Regions from separate parts of the Capra hircus genome. Here region 1 is linked to region 2. A link is a contact called in public Hi-C data. All regions are on one chromosome and are shown on one strand. Each heading gives the region's core, a stretch centred on a gene start, on an enhancer-like site or on the middle of the called end of the contact. The rest is flanking DNA. Distances are from core to core; before and after follow the strand shown. Region 1 has its middle 13 kb from the start of CNOT10. Region 2 has its middle 5.9 kb from the start of CMTM6.

Region 1 (4,514 bases), core at 1,690-4,189, 150 kb after region 2:
ATAAATTATATAATTATATATTAAATAAATACAATGAATTAAACAATATATTATAATATAAACTATACACATAATATATTATGCATATAGTATATATATGTATATATAATATACATATATATACATAATATATATATGTATATATATATTCTATATATACAATAGAATATGACCCAGCCATAAAGAAGAATGAAATTCCGTCATCTACAACAATATGAATGGATCCAGAGGGCATTATTCTAAGTGAAATAAGTCAGACAGAGACACATACTGTATGTTATCACTTATGTGTGGAATCTAAAAACAAACTAATGAACAAAACAGAAACAGATTCACAGATATGGAGAACAAACTAGTGGCTACCAGTGGGGAGGGGAGAGAGGCGAGATGGGGGCTGGAGATTAAGAGATACAAGCTAAGAAGTATAAAATAAATAAGCCACAAGAATATACTGTAGACCACAGGGAATACAGCCAATTAGTTTTAGTAACTTTAAATGGAGTATAATCTATTACAATTTTAAATCACTATGCTGTCAACACCTGAAACTAATATAGTATTGTAAATCAGTGAAGCCCCTCAGTCGTGTCCAACTCTTTGTGACCCCACGGACTGGGGCCTGTCAGGCTCCTTCGTCCACGGGATTTTCCAGGCAAGAATATTGGAGTGGGTTACCCTTTCCCTCTCCAGGGGATCTTCCCAACCCAGGGATCAAACCTGGGTCTCCCACATTGCAGGCAGACGTCTTACTGTCTGAGCCACTAGGGAAGGCACTGTAGCGTATCAGGCTCCCTCTGTCCATGGGATTTTCCAGGCGAGAGTGCTGGAGTGGATTGCCATTTCCTTCTCCAGGGCATTGTAAATCAACTATACTTCAACTAAAAAACTATTTCCTAATGGCAGGGACGTGAAATAAAGCAAGCCTCGTCTGCTTGCAAGTGCACAGGACAAGCTACAGAGAGAGCTGGGTCTGACTTTCCAGCATTTGCTGCAACTGAGCGAAGTTCAACTGCTACAGTCACCACAGGAATTAAACAGTAGCCAAGAGCCAGAACAATCAAAGTTACCCACAGGAGAAAATCCCTTGACTTGTCTGCGTGTGCATGACTTCCTATAGTAACAGTGCTGTCTTGGCCTCCTTGTACACTAAGTCCCCTATGAAGGAACCTTCAAGTTGCAAACTTCCAAAGATGCAAACCTGCATCTGGTTCCCCTGCCAGTAACATCAGGCATGTGTGAAACTGCAGCCTGACGACCCTTCAGCTCTACCATCTCCCACCTCCTCTCCCTCCTCCAGGCAGTAACTCTTCTTGCCTGTTCACTTGATGCCAGCCCCTGTATGCCAGGTATTATAGTGTCTTACTGTACTTTTCAAGATATTGTACTATAAAGTTAAAAATGTTTTATTTTTTGTGTCTGTTTTTTTATGTATTTTTGTGTGAAAAGTATTGTAAACCTATTACAATACAGTACTGTATAGTCAATTGTGTTAGTTGGGTACCTAGGTTAACTTTGTTGGACTTATGAATGCTTTCTTCGAATGGAATCCATTCATATGTAGGGGACTTACTGTACCGCCGAAGCAAAAGGACTTGGGGTCCTATTGCTCTTCCCCGTTTTATTGATAAACGAACAGGCAAAGGTAGAAGGCGTACTCCAGGTTGCCAAAGCTCTGAGACCGAACCGTCTGGATTGAGGAGGAGAGACGGGGGAAGAGACATGAGGTTGGCATGCACCAGCGTCTCTGGAGATTCGGAGAGAAACAAGTCACAGAGAGAGATTTCTACAGAAAGACAGTGGCTAATTCAACAAATACAGACTGAAAGAGCAGAGCGACAGGTCGCAGCCAGACTCACTACACAGTTACTTGTGTTTATCGTTCACCCAAGCTCTTGAAATTCACATTGGAACTGGACCCACAATGTTTAAACCTGACACTCCAAAGGGAGGTATGACCTAGGTCAGATCACACGTTCTCAAAGCAACTGGTCTTAAAATGCTGAGACTAAACATACAACAGTATAACTTGTGCTGGGGTGCCACCTAGCGGTCAGCGGTAAATTTATGTTTTCAAGTTAGCTAATAGGCATGCGAAGTTGCTTCAGTCATTCCGACCCTTTGCCAGATTCCTCTGCCGGTGGGACTCTCCAGGCAGGAATACTGGAACGGCTTGCCATGCCCTCCTCTAAGGGATCTTCCTGATCCAGGGATTAAACCCGTGTCTTTCACATCTGCACTGGCAGGCGGGTTCTTTACCACTAGCACCACCTGGGAAGCCCGGGATGTAGGTATACACACCTGTCCCAAAGGTCTAAATTCACTCTGTCCAGTACATCTGTAATGACAGCCACCTTTGTGGGAGATGTATGGAGAGTCGGGGACCAGGTTCAATGCCAATTCTGAGGTTTAGTGTAATAAGATCTTGGAATAAGCGCAGCAGTGGCTGTAGACATGGGCGTAGGTTCCTCAAGAATGGACGGTGAAAGATGCTGCTAGGTTTTGAACTGGAATGCCTGCACCCAGGCCGCTGATCAGGTCTAAGGAGCTGGTGAATGAATGATCCCCGAGACTACGAGGCACTGAGCCTTGTTCTGCAACCACAGCTCTGAGTTCAGGAATGTCATGGACCAGGCCGTGTTTACTGAGATTCAGCAGGGTGATGACCAGTCACGCTGAGGGTGCCCCACAGTGAAATCCCATAGGATTTATCTGGTGTGTTGGTGAGAGTCACCTGGCCTAGCACATCCCAGGCTGATACAAACACACAGAAGTCTAGGCCCAGGAGGGGCTGCTGACTTCCTGGAGGCTGAACGTGACCCTGGATACCCAGACGTTCCCATCTGCACCTCACTCTGCCTCCAGCACACACATCTACGGTGAGACTGTTTAGAGTCTGAAGCTTGCACTTCTCTTCCTCCCACAGAATGCTGCTGATCAACTGGTTTTCTGGCTGCTCAGTTCCTTCTGTATCCCCCAGGTATAAAAAACACATGAGTTTACCCAGTGGATGACTGGGCTTGGCTTTCCTTCCCTTGGCGCCAACTAATAACACTCAGCAATGCAGCCAACAAGCCCCAGGGAGGAAATGAGGCTGTCCTACTTGCGTGGGGCAGAACAGCCTCCTCTCCATCACAGAAGGTCCAGAGACATTTAAAACAGTTGTTTATAGACTTCCCTGGTAGTCCAGGGGCTAGGACTCCTAGCTCCCAGTGCAGGGGACCCAGGTTCAATCCCTGATCAAGGAACTAGATCCCATACGCTGCAGCTAAGAGTCTGCATGCCACAGCTAAAATCCCACATGATGCAAGAAAAAGCGAAGATTCCCAGTGCCACAACTAGGGCCCGGTGCAGACAAAGAAATAAATATTTTATATTAATCAATTACAAAATAAAACAGTTGCTTAATGTTACCTCTTAACTGGCAATGGCCGAGCAGTCCTAAACACAAAGAACATGAAACAATTCATAACAGGGATTTACAGGTACTGACCTCCCTAATAAACTGGGCATTCCTGAAGGAGGTTGACTGGAGTGACAGACAGCAGTTCTGGAAAGAAAAATGACCATAAGAGAGAAGTCTTATTTAATTTACCTAAAGAGTATCCACATTTGGCTTTTCTTCCATCGGCCCCTTCTGTGGACAAACTGTGTCTGCACAGCTACTGTGCAACGGAAGACAAGGTTCATGTGTAAAGATGTTAGTTGTGAGACTGGGTGAAATACCAGAAAATCAGAAACTATCTCAACGATCTTTGTGAAGGATTTACTAGATAAATCAGGACACACTTGATACCATGGAATACTAAGTAACCATTGAGGATAAGGTAGAGAAAACAACAGGACAAAAATACATGAACAAGAACAGTTTTTAAAACACTAGATGAGCATGCGTGCTAAGTCGCTTCAGTCATGTTCAACTCTTTGCAACCCACCAGGCTCCTCTGTCCATGGAATTCTCCAGGGAAGAATACTGGGATGAGTTGTCATGCCCTCCTCCAGAGGATCTTCCCAACCCAGGAATCAAACCCACGTCTCTTACGTCTCCTGTACTAGCGCCACCCGGGAAGCCCAAGCAATCAGGTGATAAAGGACAGTGATCCCTGGGGCACAGGAAACAAACAGAACTCTTAATACGGCCTGTCTGACTCCTCCCTGCCCCTCATTCTCTCTACTCAAGCCACAGGGAGTCTATGTCCATCTCTCACACTCAGTAGGATCCCTCCCACCACAAGCCTTTGCACCTGCTGTTCCCTATCCTTGTTCATTTCTACCTTTCAGATCTAGCTTCTTCAGGCTTTCTCTGAGTCTCCTGACTCCTGGACTAGGTCACATCCCCCAAAGAAGCACTGTTAGAACAGTATTTTTCTGCTCCTTCTGCTTCTCGTTTGTTACAAAATATTATATAATACACGTGAACATACACATGAACACCAACATATTAGCCCTGATGATATCACAATACCAAAATTTCTAACATAAACTTAACAGTTTTCATTCTATGTTATTACAGGATT
Region 2 (4,487 bases), core at 1,934-4,433:
TGCTTCAAAGATTTATTTAACTTACCGGCAATCAAAAGAATGCAGAAACACTTCGGAGGATGATATGAACAATCGTGGAATGTGTATATATGTGTGTGTCTATGTGTGAAAAAAAAAGTGGGATACGATTACTAGGCTAGTTCCAAAACTAGCTGATGCTGTACAGGACATAAAATGGTTGCCTCTGTGATTAACTAAAGCAGAGAGAAATCATTTTCATCTCTATCAGGACAAAGTGAAGTAAGTCAGACAAAGACAAATATCATATGGTATCACTTACAGGTGGAATCTAAAAACTGAGACAAATTAACTAATCCACAGAATAGAAACAGACTCTCAGAAAAACAAATTTATGGTTGCCAAAGGGGGAAACGCAAGAGGAAGCGGAGGGATAAATTAGGAGGTTGGGCTTGGCACAGACAAACATATATAAAATAATCATCAAGGACCTGCTAGACAGCACAAGGAACTCTACTCAATATTCTTTAATAACCTACACATATGGGGAAAGAATGTAAAAAATGAATGGCTATATGTATAACCGAATCAAGTCAGTGTACCCCTACAACAAACGTCACATTGTAAGCCAACTATACTCCAGTATGGAAGAGAAAAATGTTTAAATGCCTCCCATACCCCTCAGGCCCTGGTGACCCAGGCTGGCGTCACAGCCCTGGAGCCTGGGGTCCCAACGATGGACCGTCAGGAGACTGAGGGAGCCGGGGAGGGTGTGCCAGCAAATGAGCCCCGCTTGGGCGTGGAGTGCACAGTCCTCTCTGGCGGGACCACAGTCTCCAGATTCAGGCGGGCCCTCCTCCAGCCATACCAAGCCAAGGACACCCTCCAAATGGTGGATGCTCTGGGCCGGAAGAGCTCTGAACAGTCACCCCGTCTCCACGTGGCCTAGCGCCAAGTTCCCACCTCCAGCCTCCTTCCCTAGAGCGGCTCCACCTATGGACCACCGCGCCCTAAGTGTAGCAGCTTTGCAGGGGTTGCCGTTTGTCTACAAAAGGGTGAAAGGGGAAAAGGTACTGAGACACGTCCTTGGGTTTTTGTTCTGGCACATGCCACCCTAATTGACAACCCAGAAACTCGACTTTTCCTAAGGCTCTGACTGCCCCAACTGACCTGAGTGGGCAGAAGAAACGCTTCTGCCTTGTGGCCATTTCCCATCATTGTTCAGTTGCTCAGTCATGTCTGACTCTTTGCGACCCCACGGACTGCAGCACGCCAGGCAACCAGAGTTAGCTCAAACTCATGTCCATTGAGTCAGTGATGCCATCCCAACCAACTCATCCTCTGTCGTCCCCTTCTCCTCCTGCCTTCTATCTTTCCCAGCATCAGGGTTTTTTCCCTGATGAGAATGAGTCAGCTCTTCGCATCAGGTGGCCAAAACTAATGCTTAGGGGCACTTCCTATTCACAAGGCCTGTGGGGCTGGAAATGACACCTGCCCTCAACAAATCTCCTATGGTAGGTCACGAAAAGCAATTCAAAACAGGGCTGACTTTCAAGAAGTAAATTTCACTCATACTTATTGAAAAAAAAATTTTAATGGAAAATATGCTCCACACAGCTATTATTAAGAGACATGAGAATCAGAACTGCAAGGAGGTATCACATTGTGCCAGTCAGAATGGCCATCAGCAAAACATCTACAGACAATAAATGCAGAGACCCCGAGGAGGAAAGGGAGCTCTCCTTCCAGGCTGATGAAAATGAAAATTGGTAACGTGCAGTCTGGAGAACAGTGTGAGGAGGTTCTTTACAAACCAAGAATAAAGCTAGTTGATGATCTAGCCACCCCAGTCCTGGACCTACCATCAGAGAAACACAGAATCTGAAAAGGCGCACCAACATTCAGTGCGGCCCTGTGTACAACATCCAAGACACGGGAGCCACCAGTGTCCACTGACAGAGGAACCGCAGAAGAGGGCGCACCACATGTACCGAGGCGGCGATGGCAGCCCACTCCAGTGCTCTCGCCTGGAGAATCCCAGGGACAGGGGAGCCTGGTGGGCTGCAGTCCGTGGGGTCGCTGAGAGTCAGGCACAACTGAGCGACTTCACTTTCACATTTCCTTTCATGCATTAGAGAAGGCAATGGCAGCCCACTCCAGTGCTCTCGCCTGGAGAATCCCAGGGACGGGGGAGCCTGGTGGGCTGCAGTCCGTGGGGTCGCACAGAGTCGGACACGATGGAAGCGACTTAGCAGTAGCAGCAGCTACATATATACAGTGGGATACTGGCCATAAAAAAACAGATCAAGTGATGCCATCAGCAGCCACATGAATGGACCTAGACAAGATCATACTTAGTGAAGTAAGTCAAACTGAGAAAGACAAGCATCATATGAGATCACCTACATTCGGAATCTAAAAATTGATACAAATGAATTAATTTATACGAGAAAAAGACTCACAGAGTTAGAAAACAAATGCATAATTCTCAAAGGGGAAATCAGGGGCGGGAGGGATGAGTTAGGAGGTTAGGGTTAACAGATACACTGTCCTATATACAGAAGAGATAATCAAGAAAGACCTACTGTATAGGACAGGGAACTCAACTGAACTCTCCTGTAATAACCTATATGGGAAACGGATCCAAAAATCGAGACAGCTACATGTGTGCACAAGTGAGTCAGCCGGCAGTGGCCCTAAAACAAACACAGCACTGTAGATCGACTCCACCTCATGTAAAAGAAAAACTAAGTCAAGCAGAGCCAGCCACACTCCCCACAGGCCTCAGGGACCCAGGTGGGCGTCACATCCCTGGGGCCGAGCAGGCCTGCGTCTGGAGGACTCTCATGGGACTGACGGAGGATGTGCAAGCAAATGAGCCCCCTTGGACCTGTACTGCCGCTCCCCTCTTGATGGGACCACAATCTCGAGAGCCAGGCAGGCCCACAAAAAGCCACAGGAAGCCTACTTCACCCAAAGATCTGCGGATCCTCCTGGGCTGGAAGAGCTTCGTAAAGTCACCTGGTCTCCCCTCCTCCTCGCGTCTTGGTACTGGGCTCCCACCTCCACCCTCCGTCCTGAGTCCCCACACCTACAGACCACAGCACCCTTGGCAGAGCGGTGTTGCAAGGCCTGGCATTTCTCCATGGGGTGAAAGGTAACAGGGAAGGAGGAATGACACACAGGTCCCTGAGCCTTTCTTCTCTCGCATTCCGCTCTCCTGGGCAACCCGGGAACGCGACTTTCCCAAGCGTCTGGCTGCCCAGGTAACCAGATCTGTATGTGGGAAAGTGCTGCCGCCTCGTGGCCCTTTCCTGTAACAACACTTTAAAACCTGCAGCTCATGGGCACTTCCTATTCAACCCTGGGAGGCTGGAATCGGCACCCACTCTCAAGAAATGTCCTGCAGTAGGTCTTGGAAGAATAATGCAAAACAGGGCTGACTTTCAAGAAGCCAATTTCAACAGGCAAATTTCATTCACACAGTCTGAAAAGAAAAGTAGTGGAAAAGAGAACCCACTGGCTATTAACGTCCTGTGCTTAGTCGCCCAGTTGTCTCCGACTCTTTGCAACTCTGCGGACTGTCCCCCACCAGGCTCCTCTGTCTGTGGGGAGTCTCCAGGCCAGAGTACTGCAGTGGGAAGCCATGCCCTCCTTACGGCTGTTAACAGAGAAACGAAAATGAAAACCACAAGGCCAGGCCTTCCCTGGCGGCTCAGGGGTAAAGAATCCACCTTCCAATGCAGGAGACATGGGTTCAGTTTCTGACCTGGGAGGGAATGACACCCACATGCCACGGAACTCAGCCCGTGAGCCACAACTACCGAGCCTGCGTGCCTCAACTACTGAAGCCCGTGCACCCCAGAGCCCGTGCTCTGCAACGAGAGAGGCACTACAATGAGAAGCCCGTGCACCACAACCAGAAAGCAGCCTCCGCTCTCCACAGCTGGAGGAAAGCCCTCGCAGCAACGAAGACCCACAACAGCCAAAAATAAGTACATTTTTTAAAAAGAGCTGCAAAGATGCATCACCTCACGTCAGTCCCAATGGTCATCAGTGAAGCATCTAAAACCATCAAAAGTGGAGACAGCGTGGAGCAAAGGGAACCCTCCGATGCTGCTGCAGGGATGTAAGCTGGCAACAGCCACTATGGAGAGACCTGCGAAGGCCCCTCAAGACCTAAAAAAATCCCAGCATATGATCCAGCAACCCCACACCCGCACATACATCCAGAGGAGACTGCAATTTTGAAAGATACATGCGCCCCACTGTTCACTGCTGCACTATTTACAGCAGCCAAGACATGGAGGCAGCCTAGATGGCCATCAACGGACGAACGGACACACACACACACACACACACACACACACACACACACACACACACACACGCAGCCTAGACGCCCATCAACGGACGAACGGACACACACACACACAGACACAGACACACACACAGACAGACACACAGGCAGCCTAGATGCCCATCGACAGATGAACGGACACACACACACACACACACACACACACAGG

The links. A called contact is a pair of places that touch in the nucleus more often than the background predicts.
Region 1: a contact with region 2 is called in a Hi-C map of blood, with 6 times the contacts expected there. The contact joins two enhancer-like sites. A contact is called at or near these places in 3 of 5 Hi-C or Micro-C datasets (all in blood).

The regions. Positions count from the first base shown.
Region 1 is chr22:6,994,417-6,998,930 of ARS1.2, forward strand. No RefSeq gene overlaps it. Among named protein-coding and RNA genes, the nearest start is that of CNOT10, 13 kb to the right of the region's middle. Within about 2 kb of position 2,940, at least 1 of the 5 cell types and tissues checked has an H3K27ac peak or open chromatin away from gene starts, as enhancers often do.
Region 2 is chr22:6,848,483-6,852,969 of ARS1.2, forward strand. No RefSeq gene overlaps it. Among named protein-coding and RNA genes, the nearest start is that of CMTM6, 5.9 kb to the left of the region's middle. Within about 2 kb of position 3,184, at least 2 of the 5 cell types and tissues checked have an H3K27ac peak or open chromatin away from gene starts, as enhancers often do.